2 separate regions of the Sus scrofa genome follow, and region 2 is linked to region 1. The links are chromatin contacts, called in public HiChIP or PLAC-seq maps. All regions are on one chromosome and are shown on one strand. The core of a region is the stretch at or near the end of the contact, and the rest is flanking DNA. Distances in the headings are between cores, read along the strand shown. Region 1 overlaps PDE4D (cAMP-specific 3',5'-cyclic phosphodiesterase 4D). Region 2 overlaps PDE4D (cAMP-specific 3',5'-cyclic phosphodiesterase 4D).

Evidence for each region. HiChIP or PLAC-seq counts read pairs in DNA pulled down with a chosen protein or histone mark.
Region 2: an H3K27ac HiChIP or PLAC-seq map of skeletal muscle shows a contact between it and region 1. The contact joins two enhancer-like sites. A contact is called at or near these places in 13 of 47 Hi-C or Micro-C datasets (alveolar macrophages, blood, embryonic fibroblasts and 7 more) and 1 of 2 datasets of contacts at active chromatin or transcription factors (skeletal muscle).

Annotation. Positions count from the first base shown.
Region 1 is chr16:37,934,150-37,939,231 of Sscrofa11.1, forward strand. The region is part of intron 10 of PDE4D (cAMP-specific 3',5'-cyclic phosphodiesterase 4D); the gene reads right to left. Among named protein-coding and RNA genes, the nearest start is that of RAB3C, 520 kb to the left of the region's middle. Within about 2 kb of position 2,957, at least 3 of the 83 cell types and tissues checked have an H3K27ac peak or open chromatin away from gene starts, as enhancers often do. A contact at or near this core is called in fetal skeletal muscle and skeletal muscle, where this site is marked.
Region 2 is chr16:38,068,094-38,073,816 of Sscrofa11.1, forward strand. All of the region lies in intron 9 of PDE4D (cAMP-specific 3',5'-cyclic phosphodiesterase 4D), which reads right to left. Among named protein-coding and RNA genes, the nearest start is that of MIR582, 510 kb to the right of the region's middle. Within about 2 kb of position 1,853, at least 7 of the 83 cell types and tissues checked have an H3K27ac peak or open chromatin away from gene starts, as enhancers often do. A contact at or near this core is called in fetal skeletal muscle and skeletal muscle, where this site is marked.

The DNA.
Region 1 (5,082 bases), core at 1,707-4,206:
AGACTTGAAGACATAATTTAAAAATAACTCATTTTTATTCACACTTCAATAAAAGTTTATTTTAACCACGTTGGCATTTATTCTTCCACGATACCTGTCTATACTTATATTCTTAAGGAGGAGGACATAAATATTTTTGCTTTTGGGAATAAAGATGATAGGGGAAAACAAAATGAAATAATACAATTAAAAACAGACAACAGACTCTGTTTTACTTGATCTTCCCAGTGCAACTCTAATGCTCTGTGAGACAGCAGGTCAATCACATGTGAGGTGGAATGGGCTCATCAGACACATGACCGTGATGGAATTCTGTGGAATACGTCCAGGATCGAAAGCTCCTCTGGGACATCTGGTCCACCCTTCTGCCCCTCAGGAGGCCCACCACTCTTCATAATTAAGAGCCCACCTCTCCTGGATGTTTTCCACTCTTACGTAAGTCCACTCCACTTTGGGTGAATGCAGTTTTAAAACACTGAAGTAATACTGAGCTAATGATCATTTACTTACACTGAGCTAATACCATTCTTCACAAGCTCTTTATAAATCCCTCAAAGTTGATTTGATTCTGGACACAGCAAAGGAAATCAAAGTGTGGCTTGTAGGTTTTATGAGAGACATTACAACAAACAAGAGAGTAGTCCACTTCCTTAACCATTTAGATTAAAAAAAAAAACCCACTCCAGGTCTTACAAACAGTGATCAACAGCTAAACATGAGCAATTATAGCTTGGGCTGTTGCTGCTGGTCCTGTAACAGCTAGAGGAGCAAGCATGCAAATCAGAACATATGAACTTCCATTTGGGGTAAGAAAACATATCAACCTCCAATAGCAGTTGCACCATTTGGGTGTCCTGATCCAACATCGAGGTCGTAAACCCTATTGTCGATAGGAACTCTAGAATAGGATTGCGCTGTTATCCCTAGGGTAACTTGTTCCGTTGATCAAAATTTTGGATCAATAAGTGATGTTATGGTTATTTTGACTGGTTTGTCTAGATTAAAATCACTCAGAGGGTTTTTTATGCTCCGAGGTCACCGACTTTAATATAGCTTCCAGAATACCAGTTCTAATAATTCACAAAACTATCTTTCTCTAAAATCCACAGTTAAAAGTAATAATAGTTAATACTGATTGATATTGATAAATATTTATTTACCATCTACTACCTGCCAAGACTAGCATAGAATACTTGCCTGGCATTATCTCATTCATTACTAATAACAATTCTGTGAGGACTATTATTATTCCCATTTTACAGTTGAGCCTTAAGGCCCTAATCATCAGGTCTATACAGGCAACTTCCAGGTTGCCTGTCTTTTCACCACAAATCCAGTCCTGACAATTGAAGGCCTCTAGGACATTTCTATTTAGATATGTAATTTCATGTCTAAAGATTTAACTGACATATCTTCCACCTCACTCTCTTCAAATCAGCTTCTCTCCCTGATTTTCCAATTGTTATTCCTTCTATTATTACTTGAGTTTAGAATTTCATACTTTCCTCTGGCTGCAGTGCCCCAGCAAAGTCTCCTTTCCTGCAGTCATTCTCCTAACTATCCGTTTCTTTTCCTTCCCATCCTATTCCAGTCCCTCATCACTTACATGCCTAATTCCCTATCAGATTCTTTTTGCTTTCACACTTTCTCCTCAATGTGATCCATCCTGCATACCACCATCAGATTTATCTTTCTAAAACCATTTTGTTACTTTCCTTGTAGCATTTCCCCGAAAACAAAACACAAGGGTTCTTTAGGGTGGACAGAGTATTGTCCAAACAGCTTAATCTGACACTTGAGGTGCTCTGCAGTAGGGCCTCAATCTACACTTTTCACACCTGCCTCTGTTCCTGTAATCAGATTTTCTGTTCCAGGCAGGCTCTTTCATCCAGAATACCCATTCCTCACCCACACCTACAAACAATAAGGCAATCTGAGGGAGTGTCCCATCCTACCCTGCCTCATCCAGCCCTTGCACTATCATCTCTTTCCTCATTAGTAACCAATATGAACCTTCTATGTTCAAGATCCAACCTAAGTAGCACTTTTTCTGGGATGCTTCCCAACCATTCTCATTCTTAGTGTTGAACATTCTGTACTGCTCTATAGGACCAGTAAACTCTGGAACTCATTCACACCCAACAGCCTTACTTAACGTATACGGCAATAAGTATGTCTATATGCTTTTGTATGTACGTATCTACCTCTCTTTGTATGTATTTGAATACAAATGCACATATATTAAGCCTCATTTTGTCTATGAAAGCCTTTGGAGCAGTTTACTTGCAGTAACTACACAAAAACAAAATTTCCTTAGTGAAGGCCTAACTATTGGACTTATGTTACCTGAAGTCAAAAGATACAAAACAATAATGACAAAACCCAAAATTTAAAAAAAAAAAAATGCCTGATTTATTTCTCATATGAAAATGGTATCTGGCCTAGAGAATAATCAAAGATCAAATATAAATAACAAAGATAAAGCAAAGTAAAAATTTCATTCAAAAGTGATAATATCAATAAAGACTGAACACAGGATCTTGTTTAGTGACAAAAATTATTTATTCCACACAAAGTAAAAGCCCTGACAAAAGTAAGAAAGGATTCTTGTTCTGTGTCACTTTAATTTTCCTGTGCCTTAATACCTCATTTTTAATGAAGGAAAGTGAAGTGATCTCACAAATCTCTTTCACCTCTAAGAACTTTTGGAATTAAAAAAGAAAAAAAAATCTTTTTTTTTTTTTTGAATCAAGTATACTAAAGCTTGATTTCTCTGCAAAGTGGCTGATGGCAAGTGGAAAACGGAAAGGGATCAATCACCTACTCAGTGACTCATTTTCAACTCTGATACCAACTACACTGCCGGGGAATTTCTTTTCCCTCTGGCTACGGCGAGTGTCAGACCCATGACTAGCCCATCTGGGCTGGAATTATGTTCAAGGTCATCTCATCCATTCCTCTGTTTCTCAGCTGGACTGCCATTTTAAATTTGTGCGATGATTAAAGGGTTCTATTTTTGGTTCACATTTCTTCTTACCCCAAAAGAGACATTTAGTAACCTGATGTTGATTGATATTTGACACTCTTATTAATAATCAAAATCTCACTATTCTACAGAATCGGAAAAAAAAAAAAACATTTGGAGGGGCCTCTGAGGTCATTCTGGTGGAGGGAAAAGTAAAGTCTAAGAAACGTTCCAGTTTTTAGACAAAGTGGATTAAAGATCCACGTGAGACCCTCACAACTGAGAAATGTTTCTTTTGTGGCTGCATTCATACATACTCTTTCAAAGTAATTGTGGTCAAGTGATCAGTGAGAGTGTAAATAAAAATATGCTATCCAAGGGTGCTAGGTAACAAGCTAAAACTACAGTGAACAACCTCAGGGCGATCCCACATGCAAGCTAGGGAGGCACATAAATCAGCACGATGGGGATCAAGATTTCAAAGGCACACTCTGAGCTCATTTGCCCAGGCTTGTTGATTCAAGCTCCAGTTGCACTGGGTTACCTATATGGCAGCATATAAAGTTCATCTTCTAAGTTTAAAAATAGTTCCCATCCCAACTAAGGATAGGCCATGTACCTATGATGGGTGTACCCATATTATGGACTTGACCTAAGCTTTTGTTTAAATTCTCCTAACAATCCCATGAGATGGATTTTGTTAGTTCCGGTTTATAGAGAAAGCAAAGGCTCAGAGAAGTTGAAGCAGTTTAAATATCCAAGGTGGAGTTCCTTTGTGGCACAGCAGAAATGAATAGGACTAGGGACCATGGGGTTGTGGGTTCGATCCCTGGCCTAGCTCAGTGGGTTAACGATCTTGCATTGCTGTGAGCTGTGATGTAGGTCGCAGCCACGGTTTGGATCTGGCGTTGCTGTGGCTGTGGTGTAGGCTGGCAGCTACAGCTCCAATTAGACCCCCTAGCCTGGGAACCTCCACATGCTATAGGTGCGGCCATAGAAAAGACAAAAAAAAAAAAAATCCAAGGTCACAACTCCAGTGTGGGGCATTAATAACCATAAGAGAATTGCTGAGCTCATGGGGATTTAGGAGATATAAAGCAGACTCAAGATAAAGGTTCACATTTGTCATCTGCTATTCTGTTTCATTTTTCTCTTGGCATCTAATATCACTCACTATATTGGTGAATCAACCTATACCTATTTTGACACAGTCTCTCTCTCTTCACCCTGTTCCAGCTTGTGCTTTGACTCCCAGGCAACAGGTTACTTAGGGGATGGCCCAGCAGCTGGATGTGACAAGCCACCCATGCTGCTACTGGGCCATGACTCAAGGAGGCAACAGGTGAAGGAGGAGACGCCAGCTACTGGTGTTAAATAAGACTCACGCCTCATGCAATACACTATGTCTATAAATCTCCCCACTCCAGCCCATTCTCTCCCTCCCCCGATCCCACAACTGTCCTCTCTTAAGCATTCACACCCTCACACTGACCCCTCTGGGATTTCTTTTTTTTCCTTCAAGGCTGTTCCAAAGGTTTATTCCAACCAGATTTCACCCTGAACCCTGAGGTGGAAAAGGGGCAGAAACATGAAATGGTCCTCCAGCCAAGTACAGCCCTGCTCCTAGGTCGATCCAGTCAGATAGTCCTTCTGCCACCCTCCCCTTCCTTCTCTCAGTCCAGTGTATGGCTTTCTATCTTTCTTTCCTTCAGTTTTCCTCTTTGCCCTATTCACAAGCCCGGCTCCCTTCCCCATTTTGCCCGAATTAGAAAACAAATATCCAAGGCAACACCACCATAATAGGTCAGAAAGCAAATCCTGACACCTGCTTATACCTTCCCTGAGTTCATTCTCTACCTTCTCTATCTGCTGCCGTCCTCCCACTATTAACCAAGCTTCTACCACCCCTCCCAAAAAAACCCCCTGCCATCTCAGAATCTCAGATCTCCTTTGGTCATCTGGTCTTCTCATCCATGGACCCCAATATCCTTCAGTTTATGTCTGTGCCCTGTTCACTATCTGCCTGCTAGGCTGACTACTAGCCCACCAGGACATCCATCCCATCAGACTCTTTTTAGGAGCTAGGAGCTAGGAAGGTTCTCTGACTGGACACAGAG
Region 2 (5,723 bases), core at 603-3,102, 130 kb after region 1:
CTCTCTTTCTCTGTCTTGATGCTGGCATTTAGATGAGATGGCTAGAGCTCTAGAAATTATTTTGGAACATGGAGGCAAATCCTATAACCTAGGGATGATGGAGGAATTAATTTGAAAGAACCATAGGTCCCTGATGGTCTTGGAGCTGATATGGGTGATTCAGCCATATCACCCCTGAATCCTGTTCTGGATCTCTTTTATAGGAAAGGGAGGTAAATTTCTATCTTGATTAAATCATAATTTTTCAGACCTCTTTCACTCTAGCTGAACAAAAGTCTAACGAAAATAGTGTGTATATACAGCAGCTGGAGCACACACAGCACTGCCTTGGAAGAGCATGTTAACCCTCCACCATGTAATCCTTAAGAAGGGAACATCTTTTATAGTAAATAAGGAAGCACTGATCTTTTTAGAAGATTATAGATTGCTCTTGATATGGATGAGAGGAAACAAAGTTAAGACTTGGACTCCTTCATTAAATTTATTTAAAATAAAGCAAAATAAAGCCACATGGATATTATTACTTTTCTCTCATCACACTAAGCAGTCTTCATTGCAGTTTTTATAAAGAAACATATTAAAATTAATGACAATATTAACACCCAAGATGACACATTTCCGTTGTCTTATGCTTTTTTTCCTCCCTTTCCCTGAAGGGTCAGAATTCCCATCAGTCAGCATAAAATGGTTTATGCCCAAGCCTAGTAAATCACTTGTATCAGGTTGTTTTTAAAGTGACTAAACAGCTGTAGTTTTCAAGGTCGGCCAAATCATCTGCCAGGGTCACATGTGTTTCACATGTCAAGTAACGTATATGGGTTCCACTCCACGCAGGGTTGTATGGAAAAAGACATTTGCAAACAAGTGATCTGAAGCCATGTTTCCAAACAGCTGCTATGGTTATGAGCCTAAGAGTTACTACTGTAAACCATTTGAGTGTAAGACTATATTTCCAATCACTCAAAAAGAATATTCATGACAAATCACAGTGTCCACACGAAGAAGGTCAGCTTCCAATCTTAAGGACACTCGATAAATATTCAAGTAGGAGAAAAAGTAATTTAGTTGATAACTGTTACCATTATCATCATGAACTTGTTCATGTGCAAGTGGGAAGAACATGTACTGGATAAAGAACACCAACTGAACACATAATTAAAATGAAACCTAGTTAAACAGCTAAAGAGAAAGGATTTCAAGGAAGGAGACTTGACTAATCTTCTTCTAATTCTTGCTCCAGGCAACACTGACTGGAAGCAAAAGACAGGACTCCCGGATGCTAATAACTCTCTTAACAAGCTTGAGTAATTGGTATCGCAGACACAGACAGAGGGATGAAACCAAGAGGGGCTGGCCTCAGGATTTAAGGATTTTACAAACAGAAAAACTTTTAAAAAATTCACATTTTAGCTCAGAGCATAGAGATGTCTGGTTCCAACCGAGGGAAGGAAAAGCATAAGGATTTTCAGGAGGAACTCCTCCACTGGGATCTCCCAACTCAAAAGAGATAACTGGCTTTGAATTGTGGCTCTTAGAGTAAATTTTTATTGAGTTCTCATAATGTTCTTGGTATCTGCTCTTCAAAGCCCATGATCAGTCTCTTCATCTTGTTTATATTTACTCATCCTACGTGATTGTTCATGTGTGGTATGGTATGCTGAATGAAGAAGATTGCCTTCTGATCATTTAACTCCCCACTGCAGGTTTCCAGGCTAGTTTCTGTATTTCTGTATTTTAGCAAAATCCTAGGCACCTCTAAGTCAGAGGAATAGTGTGGACAGGCATAGACAAATACCCTCTCTAGCTAAGTATGGGCTCTTGTCAAGCTGGAAAAGGTCTCTCAGCTCTGAGTCACTTATACAATCGAGTCCCTGAATATGTTTCTGTCCCTAATATTTTGTTGCTCCAGGCAACCATCAAGTCCACATGAAGACTTTTGCCAACTGGAGAGATGACTAGCCAGGGGAGTCAGAATTTTCTTTTAACTCTTTGTTGAAAATGCAAAACAGCAAATGGTGTCAAGAGTATTCTCTCAAGAGCCACACTGGAAAAAGTAGAATTCATATACCAACTTAGTATATCTTTTATTCACTTTTTAGGGGAATATAACTAAAGAAAATAAAGGGAATTAGAAGCATGAATTTTTTAAAACAGTAAAACATTATACAAAGATTTAACTGAGTCCTTAGATATTATCTCACCTAATATCCTCATTTTATTGAAGAAAAAACAGGTTAAATTACTGACAAAAGTTTTAAACAGGAAGCTAAGTGACAGAGCTGGGATTATAGCTCTGGCCCTTAAACCCTGAGGTCATTGATCTTTCCACAAGTTTCACAAGCTAAGTGCCAGATGCTGAGCAAGGAATGTTAATAAATCACAAGCACTCACCTCTCTTTTGTAATAGCAAATGGTTCTGGGTGAAAAGGTCTATTTTACTGGGATGCTGGAAGCAATCCTAAATCTCCAAGGTTAGGTAGTGATCATCCATTAACTCCCACATTATAAAAGTCTAGCCAGGTGGGCCATGTAACTAACTCTATAGTATGTGGGAAATGTTCAAGGTCCATCACTGCTTATTATTGTCTGAATTTGATCTTTGGCTCTTCTGAATTCTTATACTTCCTCTCTGTGACACAATCCTGGGACTAAGATTCTTGGTGCCTTTTTCTTAGGTACAATTGTATCTTGCTAAATTCTTGAGATGAGACTATATCTTATTCATTTCTGTTTCCTTGAAACCCAGAGCAAAGAATTAAACATACTTTCCTATTGTATAGCACAGGGAACTATGTCCAACCGTTTGTGATAGAACATAACAGAAGATAATATGAGAAATAGAATGTACATACATATATATATATATATGTATTAACTGGGTCACTTTGTTATACAACAGACAATGACACAACAGTGTAAATCAACTATACTTTAATAAAAAATTTTTTAAAGAATTAAACACTTTCCCTGAAACACAGAGCACAGAATTAAATATACCTTTGTTGATCACTTAATGATAAATCAGTATTCATTTTATTAGTTCTAGTAGTACAGTAACAATTTACTTATCCAGCGATGAGTAATCCAGAGATTTGCATTATTTTATTCTTTACACCTAGTAAGTAGGTGAAAAGAACTCCACAACAGGCAAGTAAATTGATTTCAAAAAACATATTTGTGACATGCATTAAATATAATGTGAGGAAAAAAGAATGTATACATGTATGTGTGACTGGGTCACCTTGCTGTACAGTAGGAAAAAAAAAATAATGTATTGAGGAAGTAAAAATAAATAAATAAATATCCTAAAGCCCTTCCTTAAAGATGGATTGCCCTCAAATTCATTACTATTTGGAGTTAATTTGCTCTCACTCTAGGCTCGATGCAATGGCTTTGTAACCTGGTTTGTCAAGGAGGAAGGAGCAGCAGATCAAAGAAGATGGCACCAAGGGTAGGGTCAGTAGCAACAACCCAAAGTAACCACTGGGAGCAGCAGATGAAACACTAAAGTGTAGCAAAGTTAGGGGCCCTTTATAGTACGGGGAGAGCTCATAGATCCTTCGGTATTTGTGAATGACAGAGAAGTATAAAAGTAGACATGCGTAATGATGACCAGAGCCAGTAAAAATGATTTAATTACTTTCAGTGCACGTCTTCAAGGGCTTAAGAATGAGCCTAACACCTTTTAAAGATTTTCATTACATAGTTCAAATAAGATCATGAACCTTGGTTTTCTAGAATATTTGACATCTGGAACATTTTCTCCTAAATGAAAGGTAGGAAATCTAGGCATTGAGATAAATCAACCTTCAATTCTATATTGGAATACAAGTTATCAACCTATTTTTAGTCCATATATAATCCTATATATATATATAACAACAAGGATTATAAACCTTCATATATTTTCAGAACCATTTTACATCGACTTGATAAAATCATACAGCTAGCGGTTACTGAATCCAATATACGGACCCGTTCATCTTTTTAAACTAGCTCTTCCTTTAAATTCCTGCCATCCAGCTCCTTTGCTGGTATGGGGCCTTTATGGGACTTTATTTATTCATTTATTTTTGGCTGTACCCTTGGCGTGCAAAAGTTCCCAGCCTAGGGATGGAACCCAAGCCACTCCAGTAACTCAAGCCATAGCAGTGACAACGCCAAGTCCTTAACTGCTAGGCCACCAAGGAACTCCAGACTTTATTCTTGAACATTGCTATCGTCCTCCAACTGGTCTCCAAACCTTTGATATTTTCTTCCTTCACTTTTTGGAACTTTTAAAAGATTCCCAGATGATTCTATTAAACTGATGCATTTGTGAACTACTCTCCTAAATACTTAGGAAACTGTTCATCTGACTGTTAATTACACACTGCAGTGGAACTAACTCTGTTAATGGCAGACATCCGATGTCTGTGACTTCTGAGCTTAGCTGCTCTTAAAAAGGCGTTGCCTTTTCATAAATATTCACCGTTCGTGAAAAGCATGCCCCCCCTCCATTTCTACTTTCTCCTTCCACTTATTTGCCAACTAGGTGTGATTTCTTAGGCATCATTTCTACCAGAAGACCTGTATTTTGCTTTGGATCTCCAGCAGAGAGGTACTTAGGTTTTCTCTGCTCTTGTTTTTGAGGTACCATTTGATACTTGGGCACAAAGACACAGAGATGGTGGGTGGGAGTGGCTCCCTCGCCTTTGCTTTTTCTTTGTTGGGAAGCACCTAAGGGGATCTGTCACACATATAAATCTACCCTTCTTTGAAGGTCTGATTTGAAAGCAGATTGGGCTACATTTTGCACAAAGGCATTTTAAACATGCAGGTGTGACTGCCTGAAATGATAATACTTTGAAGTTTTACAGAAGATTTCATTAAATGACATCAAAACATTTTAGCTCTTAAATCCTTAGGACACTGGTAGACCAAAGATCCAACTGACATATAAATGGGGATTGGCTGTATTAATGGTCTTGGTTATTTGTTTCAAGCCCCCGTGGAACAATGGGAAATATAAGCAAGGGAAACTATTTCCCGCAAGCTACCTCCAAATGGTGAGATCTAATTTTGAGACTCTTCTAGAAAAGCTAATCCTTTTCTTTTTAAATGTTAGCTGCATTTTAGTTACCAGTTCACAGAAACTTCTTTGTGTTCAGCAATTAGTATTTTTTTTTTGCCCTTAAGGTGACCAAGCATTAGCTTCTATTTGATGTTCTAAAGAAGCTTATTGAACAAATTAATAAAAATGGACTTCATTCATGGTGAGGGAGAACTTATTTATCTAACTGATTTTTTAAAACTGAAATTTAGTTGATTTATAATGTTGTGTTAGTTTCAGGTGTACAGCAAAAACGTGTCATATAAATTCATTTGATTCTTCTGGTTAATATTGTTGAAATCTCTATCTTCGTACCACGTTTCTCTAAAAAAAACTCTGACAAATCTAATTTTTCCTGTTTTCCTCCTTCCTGGCTTCTTCTACCCGTTTTCCTCACATTCACTGCTGTGAGCTCAAGACTTCCAAGATTCAGAATGGGAACTGGGGTGCATTCCCATTTTCTCATACTTTAAATCTGTTGTAAAGTAAATATTTGTTATGAGTGAAATATGTTGGAGGAATGTTTATCAGACTATGGTTTTTATTTGGCTTCGTCCTAGCGTATTAGTGTTTAAAAAACTTTTTTTACCTCATTTCAATGGTTTCTTTGAAGTCTTGTTTTGACCAGCTG